Regions from separate parts of the Mus musculus genome. Here region 2 is linked to region 1. The links are chromatin contacts, called in public promoter capture Hi-C maps. All regions are on one chromosome and are shown on one strand. The core of a region is the stretch at or near the end of the contact, and the rest is flanking DNA. Distances in the headings are between cores, read along the strand shown. Region 1 overlaps Pfas (phosphoribosylformylglycinamidine synthase (FGAR amidotransferase)). Region 2 holds the start of Hes7 (hes family bHLH transcription factor 7).

Region 1 (7,049 bases), core at 412-2,911:
CCTGTCAGGCTATCTGATTAAAGCAGATCAGGCTGTTTCTTTCCTCAAGGCTGTCCCAGGGTCTGAAGAGACCGATTTAGAATAGAGGGCTGTCATGTCATTCCCTTCACGCCCTGCTTTTGCTTTCTCCGGCTTTTTTTTTTTTAGATAGATTTATTTATTTATTAGATTTATTAATTTATTATATATATGTACACTGTACCTGTCTTCAGATCTCATTATGGATGGTTGTGAGCCATCATGTGGTTGCTGGGATTTGAACTCAGAACCTTTGGAAGAGCAGTCAGTGCTCTTAACCACTGAGCCATCCCTCCAGCCCCTTTATTATTATATCTATCTTCAGATGCACCAGATGAGCGCCTCAGATTTCATTACAGATAGTTGTGGTTTTGGGAATTTGAACTCAGGACCTTCGGAAGAACAGTCAGTGCTCTTAACCACTGAGCCATCATCTCTCCAGCCCTTTCTCAGGCCTTTTCTCACTCTGGCTTAACTGTTCTTCCTAGGTTGGGCAGCTGCGGTGACCTTTAATCCACAGGCCAGGGAAGAGCTGGGCCGATTCCGAAGGCGGCCGGACACCTTCAGCCTGGGCGTGTGTAATGGCTGTCAGCTGCTGGCTCTTCTGGGCTGGGTGGGAAGTGATCCCAGTGAAGAGCAAGCTGAGCCAGGCCAGGACTCCCAGCCAACACAGCCGGGCCTCCTGCTCCGCCACAATCTGTCTGGGCGGTTCGAGTCCCGATGGGCCACCGTACGTGTGGAGCCGGGGCCAGCCCTGATGCTCCGAGGGATGGAAGGCTCTGTGCTGCCCGTGTGGAGTGCTCACGGGGAAGGTCAGGCTGGGAAGGCAGGGGAGGGTTTGCAAGCTGGGGCTGGGGCTGGGCCTGAAGGAACTTGGCCTTCACTCTCTTCTCCTTCACTTCCAGGCTACATGGCATTTTCTTCTCCTGAACTCCAAGCCAAGATCGAGGCCAAGGGCCTGGTTCCTCTGCACTGGGCAGACGATGATGGGAACCCCACAGAGCAGTACCCTCTGAACCCCAATGGATCTCCAGGGGGCATAGCTGGTATCTGTTCCCAAGATGGCCGACACCTGGCACTCATGCCGCACCCTGAGCGGGCTGTAAGGCTTTGGCAGTGGGCATGGCGACCCTCTCCCTTTGATGTTCTTCCCACCTCCCCGTGGCTGCAGCTCTTCATCAATGCTAGGAACTGGACCCAGGAGGACAGCTGCTGAGGAGGCCGCATGACCACCCTGGCCCACAGCTCACCCTTTGACTCCGTTGCCTTCTTTCCCCATTGCTTTCAGGAGTATCCCATGTGATTTCCAAAAGCATCTTAGCAAGAACCAAAATGCTGGGATGACCTCAGCTGCATTGCTCATTTTAGCCTTGCCCCTGCAAGAGCTGCTTTCAGCTCTTGAGTTTAACATGGATCTTCAGCAAGCGGCTCAGGCTCCGAGGACAGCTGACAGGCAGAGGGGTGGGCAGAGATTTACTGGCAGCCCTCCCGGGATCATCGCCTTGTGATCCTTCATTCTCTTGGTTAGAGCTCTGAGTGAGCTCTCACATCCTCGTTTTCTTTGGCTTTGTGAGATCGGCTTTCAGTCTATAGCCCAGGCTGGCCCTAAACTCAGAATTCTTTTGCGTTACCCCGGGTGAGTTGCCAAGGCGCTTGGCATTGGCTTAGGGTCTAGGAATAATGTACATCAGTCCCTCCCAGCCTCTGCCCAGCTGAAAAGAGCAGCTTTCCGGATCCCTTTTCAGACATGCACTGCTAGTTGTTAGGAATCATTGCTTCTGTCCATGCTCAAGGCGCTGACCTGTGCCTATCTCAGATCACATTCCTGATTCTTGCTTCTCTTAATTTAGCAGCCACCTTACAGTAGTTGATACCTTCCTTCTTAGAGCAGAGAGCCCTGGAGCTTGTTTTTTGTTGTTTTGGCTTTTCAAGACAGGGTTGGGTTTTTGTTTTTGTTTTTGTTTTTTGGGTTTTTTTGTTTTGTTTTGTTTTTATGTGTGTATAGCCCTGGCTGTCCTGGAACTTATGTTGTAGACCGGCTGGCCTCGCACTCAGAGATCCATCTGAGTGCTGGGGTTAAGGCATGTGCGACTACTGCCTGGCCATTCATTTTTCTTCTTGTTGCTTGATCAGTAGTGGTGCCTGACATTGGTACTGACCTAATGGAGTTTGTAGTCTTTTTTTTTTTTTTTTTTTTTTTTTTTTGGTTTGGTTTGGTTTCAGGCAAGGTCTCTCTGTGTAGCCCTGGCTGTCCTGGAACTCACTTTGTAGACCAGGCTGGCCTCGAACTCAGAAATCCACCTGCCTCTGCCTCCCGAGTGCTGGGATTAAAGGCATGCGCCACCACGCCCGGCTTGTTTGTAGTCTTAATAGGATTGAAATAATAATAGCTCCTTAGCTTGTACTGCCAACCTAAATAGGTGCTGGGTAACTTATGTGTCTATCATAAAGATTAAGGTATTTGAGAGGTGTTTCCCAGTTAACAAAGCAAAGTTTAGTGATAAACTGTCTATGATTGGTTCCAACTTAAAATGAACAGCAAGGCGCCCTACCCACCCAGCTACATCTGCCTGTGAAGATCCTGCAGTCACAGATCACGTCTTGGTAGTAGCTGTTGTACCGACAGCCACCTTCATCATCCGTTGCTTCCTACTTACTTGTACGGTAGACTCGGGTAGCCCCCTAAGAAGCTCGATGTCATGATTAAAGGAGTTTCCTTATAAAAACAGACTAGCATGTTGGATTTCTAAATATTTCAGGGTTTGGGGGAATGCAGAACACTTGTGCTTCTGCAGAAGTAGCACCCCAAGAAGGTACTAATGGTGAATAGGTGTTAAGCTGCAGGTTGTATGTCCATCTGAGTATTAGAACACTTGCCTAGTATCTGTGTTTCCTGAGTTTGATTCCCGTCCAGCACCACCAAAGGAAGATATTTGGAGATGGGAAGTCAGATCTTTCTCCGTTTTGCATTGCAAAGTAACTTTTCCTAACTAGAGTGATTCTAAGGATTTTGTTTGTATTTTCGAGACCCATATGATGTTCTGGCTGGCTTTGAACTCATAGCTGAGAGTAATCTTGAAATCCTGGTCTTCTACCAAGTGCTGTGTTCTGACCTAAGTACCATTTTGGACATGTGAACATTCCCTTTGATGCTGTGGAAGAATATATATTTTGCTTATGGTGGTACATGCCTTTTATCCCAACACTTAGGAGATAGGGGCAGGTGGATCTTTGTAAGTTCAAGGCCAGCCTAGTGAGTTCCAGGCTAGTCAGGACACTGTCTCAAATTTATATATTTAAAGTATTTATGAAAGTATTTTTGTAAGCCTGAGTAGGCAAGATGGCTTAGTGCAGAAGTTTTCAACCTTCCTAATGCTGTAACCCTGTAATACAGTTCCTCATGTTATTGTGGGCACAACCATAAAGTTTTGGTTGCTATTTTATAACTGTAGTTTTGCTGCTATTAAAAATCATAATGTAAATGTCTGTTTTCCGATGGCCTTAGACCCCAAGAGGATCGTGACCCACAGGTTGAGAACCGCTGGCTTAGTGGGTGGGGGTATTTGCTATCAAGCTTAATGCTTTGAGTTCAGCCCCTGGAACTCACGTGGTGACAGGGAAGAACCAACTCTGCAGTTGTGATGGCTTACTTGATGCGCCATGGCACATGCGCACAAGCACACACACCTGTTAGCACACATGTAGACAGGTGTGTGGTACTTGATGCGCCATGGCACATGTGCACAAGCACACACCTGTTAGCACACATGTAGACAGGTGTGGTGGTACTTGATGCGCCATGGCACATGCGCACAAGCACACACACCTGTTAGCACACATGTAGACAGGTGTGTGGTACTTGATGCGCCATGGCACATGCGCACAAGCACACACACCTGTTAGCACACATGTAGACAGGTGTGTGGTACATTCCTTTAGTCATATAAACCACTCAGTGATACTTTAGTCTTCGTTAATGGAAAATTTCCAATAAATGGAAAAAGATGCCAAGTGGTCCAATGGAAGTGTGTTGTGCGTGCAAGGGCCGATGAGTCATTCCTGGTCTTGCGTTCACCTTTTAAGACTTACTTTACACTTGTGTGGTTTGCCTGTATTTGTGTGTGCCTGGTATCAGAAGAGGCCTTCAGATCCCCTAGATCTGGAGTTATCAATGGTTGCAGAATTGAAACCAGGTCCTCTGAAAGAACAAGTGCTCTCAACAGCCGAGCCATCTCTCCAGATTTACACCTGAATCTTTAAACACCCTTTACAATAGCATCTAAACCTCTTAAGCAAGTCCTGTCCTCGTTTCACCTCTAACAGATTTTTAAACAAATCCTTGGTTATATACAAGGCTGTCACAGCAGCACAGAGACCTCGGCCCAAATCACCATTGTGATCCCACCTTAAAGTGAATTCCAGGACAGCCAGGGTTACACAGAGAAACCCTGTCTCAGAAAAACCAAAACCAAACAAAAACCCAATGCTTTAATCAAAGATATGTCTCCCAAGCAGTGTAAACTCCACAGTCCCAGGAACTCTGTCCTAACAGTGTCAGTAAGTCTATGTGGAATAAATAAGTAGATATAAAAGTTGATTTATTTTTCCCAGGTACCTTCTCTGTGTAGCCCTGGCTGTCCTATAGTTGCTCTGTAGATAAAAGGTGTGTGCCGCCACCACCCAGCTCGCATAGATTTTTGTTGTTTTGTTTTTTTAAGTATTTGTCCTTGGGGCTGGAGAGATTGTTGCAGGAAATATCTTTTAAAAAAAAAAAAAAAAAAAAAAAAAAAGAACGTCACATTCCTGTGCTTGTGCCTTTGGGGTCTGGCCAGCTATGCACTGGCAAGCAATGGCCAACCTGTTTTTAATCTCATGGAGACTCTTGACCCAGAACTCCACAATCTCTCCACCCAGCTTGTTAGGTTCTCACTGGTGGGTCACTACCACACCAAGCCCATGCTTCAAATCCCCTACAGCCTTTGTGGTGCACATCTGGCAAACCCACTCCTTGCTGCCGTACCTTTCTCTCTTGAACCCAGATGAGCTAGCTGAGTGAAGGAAAACACAAAACAAACTTAGTTCAGAAACAATGGTAACTCAGTCTCTGGGCACAACAACTAAAACCTAATCTTGTAAGCTTTATTAAAATGTGATTCCTCCAGCGGTGAATCCTTGAGGATCCACCATGGTACTGGGAAACTCTAGCAGGTACATCTTACTTATGTAAGATGCCTTGTGCTGTCCCCAGTCGAAAAATGGTTATAAGTACTGGCTGCTCTTGCAGAGGATCTGGGTTCAATTCCCAGTAATTCCCAGCATCCACATGGCAGCTTACACTGTTACTTCAGTTCTAGAGGATCTGACACCCCCACACAGACAGACAGACATGCAAACAAAACAATGTACTTTAAGTAAACGAAGAGGTAGCAATATGAGATAAACCATGTAACCATTTAAAGATTCATCTATTTATGTAAATGAGTGTTCTATCTGTAAATACATCTGCATGCCAGAAGAGGACATCAGATCCCATTGCAGATGGTTGTGAGCCACCATGTGGTTGCTGGGCATTGAACTCAAGACCTCTGGAAGAGCAGTCAGTGCTCTTAACCTCTGAGCCATTGAGCCATCTCTCTAGACACACATGTGGATTTTTCTTTTCTTTTTTAAAGATTTTTCCTTAATAGAAAGTGGTGTCAGTGGACTGGGTTTGTAGGTAGATTGCTCTGCAGTTCTCCTTTCTCTTTGGTTGGTTTGTCCAGTCATTCTGTGTCATCAGGCCAATGAAGGACACTAACTTGACATTAGTTTCTCATCGTTTCTCCCTTTGTATCTCTCCTCTCCCTTCTCTAACTTGTCTCTCTTCAGTTTTATAGGAGGATAGATATATCACAAAATTAGGCACATTACTGTCACTTTCTGTCTGTGACCTGGTGATTGCAAGGATGGCAGGCAGCCAGCAGGAGGCTTGTGGACAAGAGGGCCAAGTGGGGACTACCAGATGAGAGTTGCTTTCTCTAGGAACACCCCAACCACCAGGTACCCTCTGCTCTCTAGCATCACTCTGTGCTTCACTACAGACTGTCACGGGGCTCAATAGATCTCTCTCTCTCTCCCTCCCTCTCCTACACACACACACCATCACCACCACCACCACAAACAAAAGACATGCCCATACAAGGATGTGGGTACTAGGCAGCAGTGAGCCTGTGGACTGAAGATGTTGCCTCCAGGAGCTGTGCCAGGGTCTAACTGTTGTCTCATAGCTGATGTTCTTGAGACCCTGTGGTGTTAAACAAGCAAGTCTATGGTTGGCCACTCGGGGGCAGCAAACAGCCAGAGGTGAAGCTAAGGAATTGCTGGCTAGACCTAGGCATTTCTAGGGCTTAATCCAGGTAAACTGGTCTTTAGGATTGCCTTTGGCACAGGGTCACCCAGCACAAACAGACATGAGTAACAACATCTGTCCGTTTGGCTTCAGGAGCAGGAAGGGTGGCACAGAGGGCTGTCTGTGAAGCTGGCTGGGGCCTGTCTACCAGGTAAGGGTTGTGAAGAACCTTGGCTTTGTGGCACACTGGCAGGAAGCTGAACCAGGACAAGTGATTTCTTTCTTTGACTTTAAAATGCTCTCAACAGCACAGGGTTCTGGAGGAAAGAACACAACAGTTTGCCTGTATAGAGCGCTGAAGAGGTGTGGCAGCACTATAGGAAAACAATATTTTCAGAGGCTGGACAGGGTATGCTAACTAAGGAACCAAATGGTTGAAAATGAGTCTGTCTGGGCCAGGAAGAGCCAACTAGAAACAAACCCAGAAACACCTAGCAGAACATGTTAAGGAATCAGGACAAGATCCAAAAACAGTGGGAAAGCAGTTGAAGAGGTGGATGTAGCGATGCAGGGATGAACAGATCTGTGATTTGGCTGTTTTGAGATAGGTGCTTGTGTAATGTACACTACACTGGCTGTAAACTCACTGTATAGCTGAGAGTGGCCTTGAACTCCCAGTCCTCCATCCCTCACCTCCAGAGGG
Region 2 (6,344 bases), core at 150-2,649, 130 kb before region 1:
TTAGAAAACCCCAAGTGGGAAACTGACGCAGGCTGGAAGCTCAGTTTACCGAGCCAGACTGGAAACTTACAGACCAGCAAGGTGGAGAAGAGCAAGTTCTGAGAGCGAGAGGGGGTCTGGGATGGGATTTCAAGGAGCAGGCTTGGGTCCAGAGTCACCACTCCAGCTTATGTCCCCACCCCAGTAGAAAGCTCTGGGACACAGGTACAGAATGCTTAGGGGCCTGGGGCCAGCGGTGGAACTGACCTGGTCCCTGGTCCTCTCCAGGAGCAGCAGCCTCAGCTCTTCTAGGCTGCGGTTGATGCGGTCCCGGCGCCGCTTCTCCACCAACGGCTTCAGCATCTGTGACCAGCGGGAAAGGAAGAGCGGGCCGACCGGACCGAGACTCAGCGCCGCCGCGCAAGCGTCCGATCCTGCCGCTGGGAAAACCCCCCATGCGCCCCTTTCCCCTAATCCCAGGCTGCTTGGGTCTGGTCCATTCGTTTCCCTCTCACTCCCTGCTACTTCCCAGTCCCTTGGGTCGCTTTCCGTGGCTCGCCCACTTCTCCCTGCCCTTTCTGTGTTCAGCTTTCTCCTCTCTTCTCCCCTCTATGGCACTCTTCTTTTCTCTTTATATCTCTATCTTGTGTCGTCTCCCTCTCAGTGTATCACTGAAGAACTTTAGGGCCACTCTTTGCCCCCAGGCTAGTGAGCCGCGCGATAGAGACCTAAGGTGAAAGGCAGACACACAGTGCGACCACACCTCCTCTTCTCACTCAAACCCTTCACTCGTTCTCCTAATATCTCTCACCTGGCCTCGCACCTCCGGAACCAACGACTCAAAGGTCTTCTCTTTGAGTCAGATGTGGGTTCCCAGGCGCTTACAGACAGCGTCCATAGCCTTTCCTCTATTTTTGTTTCCACCCTCCTCCACCAGCTATGGCCTCTAGCTTATCTCATGTTATAGTATAGCTTCGTGGGGTTTTGTTTGTTTGTTTTATTTTGGTTTGGTTTTTGTTTGTTTGTTTGTTTGTTTTTTCGGTAGGGGTGCACTCTGTGGCCTCGAACTTGCGATAATCCACCTGCCCCAGCTTCCCGAGCCCTAGAATAGGCCACGATGCCCAAATTCTGGCACTTTCCTAGCCACAAGCCTTAGCCCACAATAATGCAAACCCCTAGACCTCCGCTTCCGCAGCCCGCGCAAGTTGGGCTCTGACCCTGCCCTCTTTATACTTTACAGGTTCTTTCGGTCTTTTCACTCTTGTGTCTCCATCCTCATTCCTAGCCCACAGAGTTAGAACCTTTAAGTCCTCTGGCCTGAACAGGGACCCTATTTCCCTCCCTTCCCACCTCTCACCTTGGGGCCGTCCCTATTCTCAGCTCGCTCCCGGGTGACCATTGCTCCTCCGGACCCTTCGGTGGACTCAGCGCGTGCTGCCTAGATCCTTATATCCCGCCGCTGCAGGGTAGGAGGGCTAGGGCCCGGCCCCGCCCCCTTCAGCCCCTAGATGCCCAGCTCAAGGACCCCGGCACGAGGCTCCCGGAAAGGCAGGGAGTGAAGGGGGAGGGGAAGGGGAGGAACTAGCCCCAAATGTGGGAAGTGAGGGGAGGAAGGGGCCACAGGCTGGTTTAAGGACCATAAAGCTGTATAATAAGGCGGGACCCAACTGGAGGGAGGAGATTATTAGGGGAAGAGAGTCTAAGTGAACTGGGAAGAAATCACTTAGGCATGAAATTTGGGGGTCTCCTAGACTAGTAGATTTCTTGGAGGTTCACTATAGCCCCACCAACCCTGAAATAAATGTTGGCATGCTTCTGCCTCCAGGCTGAATATTATAATCTTCTCCCAACCCCTAAAGGTGCAGAGCAGATCTACCGGATTCTACTGGCTGGCTGTGGGAAAAGACGGCGCCGTTGTATCTGTCTCTTCTACTCAATTCCCACAATAACTCCAGTACTTATCCCTGCAGACGTAGTAATAAGGAGAATCTGCCGCCAAACTGACTCTATAGATACTGTGACTTGAGTCCCCGGGAACAGATTTTCCTAAGGATGGCTGGACTAAGGGAGGACAAAGGAAACTTCTAGGGGGAAAAAAATCCTTGAAGTATACGTGAGTGAAGAAATCTTTCCATTCACTACCCTTGATCTTAGTTAGCCAAGAGGCCGAGAAGCGATACCTTTCCGTTTACAAGAACTTGGTTTAAAACTAAATTCAGGAGTACAGCTGGCAGGAAAACATAGAGTGCACCAGTTGGTGGGCGCTCTGGAGGCCTCTAGGGACTGTAGGGGAGCAGGGAGACGTGAGATTTGCTAAAGGGACAAGAAAGGTTTGGTTGCAAAATGGGATCTTCACCCACCTCAAACAAAGAGCATGACCTCTCAGAAGGATGGATATGTCAACACCTGGAGACTTCAGGGCGAAGTGCCTGAGAAGGTAAAATCGAAATTTAACACGACAAGAAGGCCTGGGGAAAGGACATAATAAAGACAGGGCTACAAACCGAGCCAGAAGATAGCTGTGGAGTCAGAGACAAAGTGGAACCCCTTCCCAGAGGCCCTCCACATCCTGAGAGGGTTTTCTGGCAAGAGGCTGCCTTGCCAAAGGCAGAGCAGGAGGGGCCCGGTACTTGAGAAAGGAGGCACCCATTTGGGGTTAGGGCCCTCAGTACATCCCACCTTCCCCTACTTCAGCCAAATGGAAGCACAGATGTGTGGTCCCAGCAGGCCCCACCGCCCCCCTCCTTGGGAACCAGGATTGGGGTTGAGTTTTTCTCACCTGCACGTGAGGCTCGGGGCCTGAGGCAGTTTGCACCCGGGTGTGGGGCCGCCCCTGGCCATATGGAATGACTTTATGGCCCGGTGGCCGGATCCAACGGAGAGAAAAAAATGGCCTGACGCTCCACCCACCTCAATGATTCTCTACAACCTTTTCCCACACCTAGAAGTAGGATTGGATCTGCCTCTGAGAAGTTCACATAGGCTTATTATGACCTCTCTCCTTGTCTGCATTGGTGGTTCAGTGGTAGAATTCTCGCCTGCCACGCGGGAGGCCCGGGTTCGATTCCCGGCCAATGCACAGTTCTAGCTTTTTTCTTTTTTTTTTTTTCCGTCTACCTCAACTAGGAAAAAGTTAAATTGACAGCACATCAAGCAAGTATTATTCTTGCGCTTTAACATTTTAACCAAAACTGATATGTAGTGTTTTGTTTCTGTGGCCGGCTTGGACGTTCCAAAATTATTCTCTGACTCCGCAGGTCCTCACAATCTACCCCTAACCCTCGGGAGTTCTGGCTGCCTCGACACACATCTTTGTCCACACTCCCTGAGGCGCAACCCTGAGAAAGGACACGGAGCTGGGATCACTGCCCAAGAGTTCTCTCCTTCCTCAGCAGGGGAGGGCCAGGTCTTCCAGGTCTTTCCCTCTTCCTCTCTCTCCCTTTCATTTTCTGTTCTCTGAAGCACCTTTTCCCCATATTCAGTCCTGGGCATTCCAGTTTTCCGGTTTTACTGGTCCCTGAGCACTTCCAGCGACTCCATCTCTCTGATAGTTTTTTCAGGTCTCTCGGAGACTTCTGCTGGGGTCTCTCCGGGTCTAGAGTGTACTTTCCGGCTTCTGAGTCTCACATCCTTCTGCTGCTCCCTCTCTGGGCCTCTCCGGGCTACCTCGTCGTCTTTCCTGGTCCCTGTCGCCTCCGGCAACCCTGCGCTCCCACGCTCGCACCCCCAGTTCCCTGCAGCTCCCTGGCCCGCCCCTTGCCGGCAGCTTTGATCCCGCACGCGCCGCGCCCGGGAAAGGCGGGACCCGGCACGGTCACCTGCTGGGGCCACTTGTGAGCGACCCGGGGGCCCTGACGCCCCGCGCTGGCTTTCCGCTCCCCTCCGGAGCGCTCCGCCACCTTCTGTGCCCCTCCTCCCTGCCTTCTCAGGCTCTCACAGTCTCAATTCCGGTTTAAGCCTTCTTCTCCTCTCTGGGCTGTCTCCTAAACGTTTCAGCCTGGTCTCGGAATGTGTCAGTAACAACTCTCCCTTCTCGGTTCCAAGCAGGGGCCATGGCCCTAGGAGAAAAGGAAACCGCATCTTGGCATCTCTGTGAGCCCAACTGGTACATTTGCCCACTCAGCCTAAATCTGTGTGTGCCTGCTTTGTGACCACTCTTGTTAGGCTTTCGGGTTACACCGGCTCAGAGCGCCCCTGAAACGTCCATTTTGACGGGGATGGTGGTGTGAAGACCGGAAACATCCAAGAAGGCAGAATAGGATAATTTCAAATGGTTGTAAGGATAAGTGCAAAGACGTGACAGTGAAGTACTAGTTCGGTCGAAGTAGTCAGAGGCAACTTCACGGTGGGGATAATATCTCCCCGGGGTCAGCCATGAGTCCAAGCAAAACGAACAAATCCTATAGAAAAGAGATCTGCTGGTGGTAGAGAAAGAGAACCCGGAACAGAGAATTTGGGGATGGCAGGTGTAAGATGAAATATAAGATAGATAGATAGATAGATAGATAGATAGATAGATAGATAGATAGATAGATAGATAGATAGATAGATAATGTCAGGCATAGCCTATTCCAAGCTTGGGGGTTAGTCTAAGTGCAGTGGAGAATTCAAGACCAGCCTTGGCTTGGCAACAAAGACTACTTTCAAGTTGGCATCCTAGTTTGAGCCATTGTTCTGTAAGAAAGAGTAGCAGTTAGAGAACCCCACTTTTCCCAACATCATACCCTCCATCTCCCGACCACTCGATGGAAAAGGGGTCTTCCCTGCTACTGAAGCTGATTCCCCACCCCCATCAGACATCAACTCACCCATCTCCAGCCCCACCCCAGCTCCTGGTTATCCCCACGGGCCTCAGAAGTGCTATAGGCAGGCCATTTGATGAGAAAGGCTCATTTTGAAAAGTGAAAAAACAAACCTACTGGTTTAAGAAAATAGGCTTTCCCAGTAGGCTGAAAGCTTTTAAGGGGCGGTGGGACGCAGGGGGTGGGGGGAGCAGAAGAACTTCAAGTGCAAGGCTGATTCACCATGATGCTAATGCAAATGAGGGACCCCCGAAAACAGTCTGGGGAAAGTTCCAACAAGGTGTTCATAGGGCCTATAGAACTCTGTAAATTGCACATACACACCAAGAAAAATATACAAAGTAGGTAGGCAGTCTGCTGAGAATATTGTGGAGGTCTACCAGGAGTTAGGTTGCTTTTCTGGCATTTCATGTCAGTGTGATGATAACTTACTGGCTATCAGTTATCATCACAGTCATCGTTGTACCCATTTCTGAGACAGGGTCTTGCTTTTCTTGCTGTTTTACCTCACTGATAGTTTGTCAGAATTATTTTCCATTAGTATTGAGGGTTGAACCCAGAGTTTCCCCCTCTATTGGTCAACTTCTATTTTTATTTTTATTTTTTGAGACAGGGTTTATCTGTGTACTCCTGGCTGTCCTGGAACTTGCCCTATAGACCAGACTGGCCTCAAACTCAGACAGCTGCCTGACTCTACCTTCCGGAGTGTACCACGGAAGTGGCCCAGAGCCAATTTTTAAAAGATAGAAATCATTACATTCTTTGCTTTGTTCTAAATATTACTTATTATGCCTAGTTTTTTTTTTCTTTTACATTTTATGTACATTAGGCAGTGGCAGCACACACTTTTAATCCCAGGACTTGGAAGGCAGAGGCAGGAGCATCTCTGAGTTCTGGGACAGCCAGTGTTACAAAGAGAAACCCTGTCTTGAAAAATAAAAAATAGAAATAAACACTATGTGCTTCTCAGGCCCTCCAGCCTAAGGTTACCCTTCAGGGAGACCAGCTGAATGAACTGGGTGATTGGACTCCAGCTCCTTGCCCTGACAGATGTGAAGATGTGGCTGTGTGTGGTACCTTTGTTTGAGGGTATGAGTAGGATTTCTCTGAAGGTCACAAGCCTCCGTCCAGAGAGGACATGCTATGGCTATATACTAACAGTACAGGCATATACAGGCATCTATGTCTCCCTACGCTTGCTCTATGGTGGGCCGCACTGAAGTTCGGAGGAGGGCAGCACATGGCCACATGTAGGCCTCTAGGGATGCAGAAGGTGAAAGGAAGACTAGGAGCAGCTGGTGGTCCTCTTAACTTCCCCTAGCCTGCAGGGCAGCTCCCCAGGCCTGGCTTTCAAGCTCCTTCTTCTTCTCCTTTAGTTCTTCAAAGGGAAAGTGGTCTCCTTAGGATGCCCTAGGTCCTGAATCGGGGATGTTCCTAGACAGCTGTTTCTGTATCCTTAGAAAGCAAGAACACTCAATCTCTCAGTCAAAACAGCAAAGCAGGGGAGCGTTCTGGGCTCATAAAGTAACTGTGGCCTAACTTCTCGGTCTTTTGTTCTATGAT

The links. Promoter capture Hi-C pulls out the DNA fragments that hold promoters and counts their contacts.
Region 2: a promoter capture Hi-C map of neural stem cells shows a contact between it and region 1. The contact joins the promoter of Hes7 here to the enhancer-like site in region 1. A contact is called at or near these places in 1 of 39 promoter capture datasets (neural stem cells), 1 of 15 datasets of contacts at CTCF or cohesin (CD8 T cells), 3 of 484 Hi-C or Micro-C datasets (embryonic stem cells, psoas muscle and rod photoreceptor), 5 of 115 datasets of contacts at active chromatin or transcription factors (the 230-238 cell line, embryonic stem cells, large pre-B cells and 1 more) and 3 of 9 other capture datasets (adipose tissue, liver and pancreatic islet).

The regions. Positions count from the first base shown.
Region 1 is chr11:68,982,148-68,989,196 of GRCm38.p6, reverse strand. It overlaps Pfas (phosphoribosylformylglycinamidine synthase (FGAR amidotransferase)), which reads left to right. Exons shown (of 28, transcript NM_001159519.1): 27 at 507-830; 28 at 924-3,496. The coding sequence ends at 1,234. It overlaps Gm32384 (a long non-coding RNA gene), which reads left to right and starts at 5,629. Exons shown (of 4, transcript XR_001780244.1): 1 at 5,629-6,557. Within about 2 kb of position 1,661, at least 8 of the 459 cell types and tissues checked have an H3K27ac peak or open chromatin away from gene starts, as enhancers often do. A contact at or near this core is called in neural stem cells, where this site is marked.
Region 2 is chr11:69,115,508-69,121,851 of GRCm38.p6, reverse strand. It overlaps Hes7 (hes family bHLH transcription factor 7), which reads right to left and starts at 1,399. Exons shown (of 4, transcript NM_033041.4): 1 at 1,337-1,399; 2 at 247-342. The coding sequence starts at 1,378. It overlaps n-TGgcc5 (a tRNA gene), which reads left to right and starts at 2,988; the gene lies at 2,988-3,058. It also overlaps 9130213A22Rik.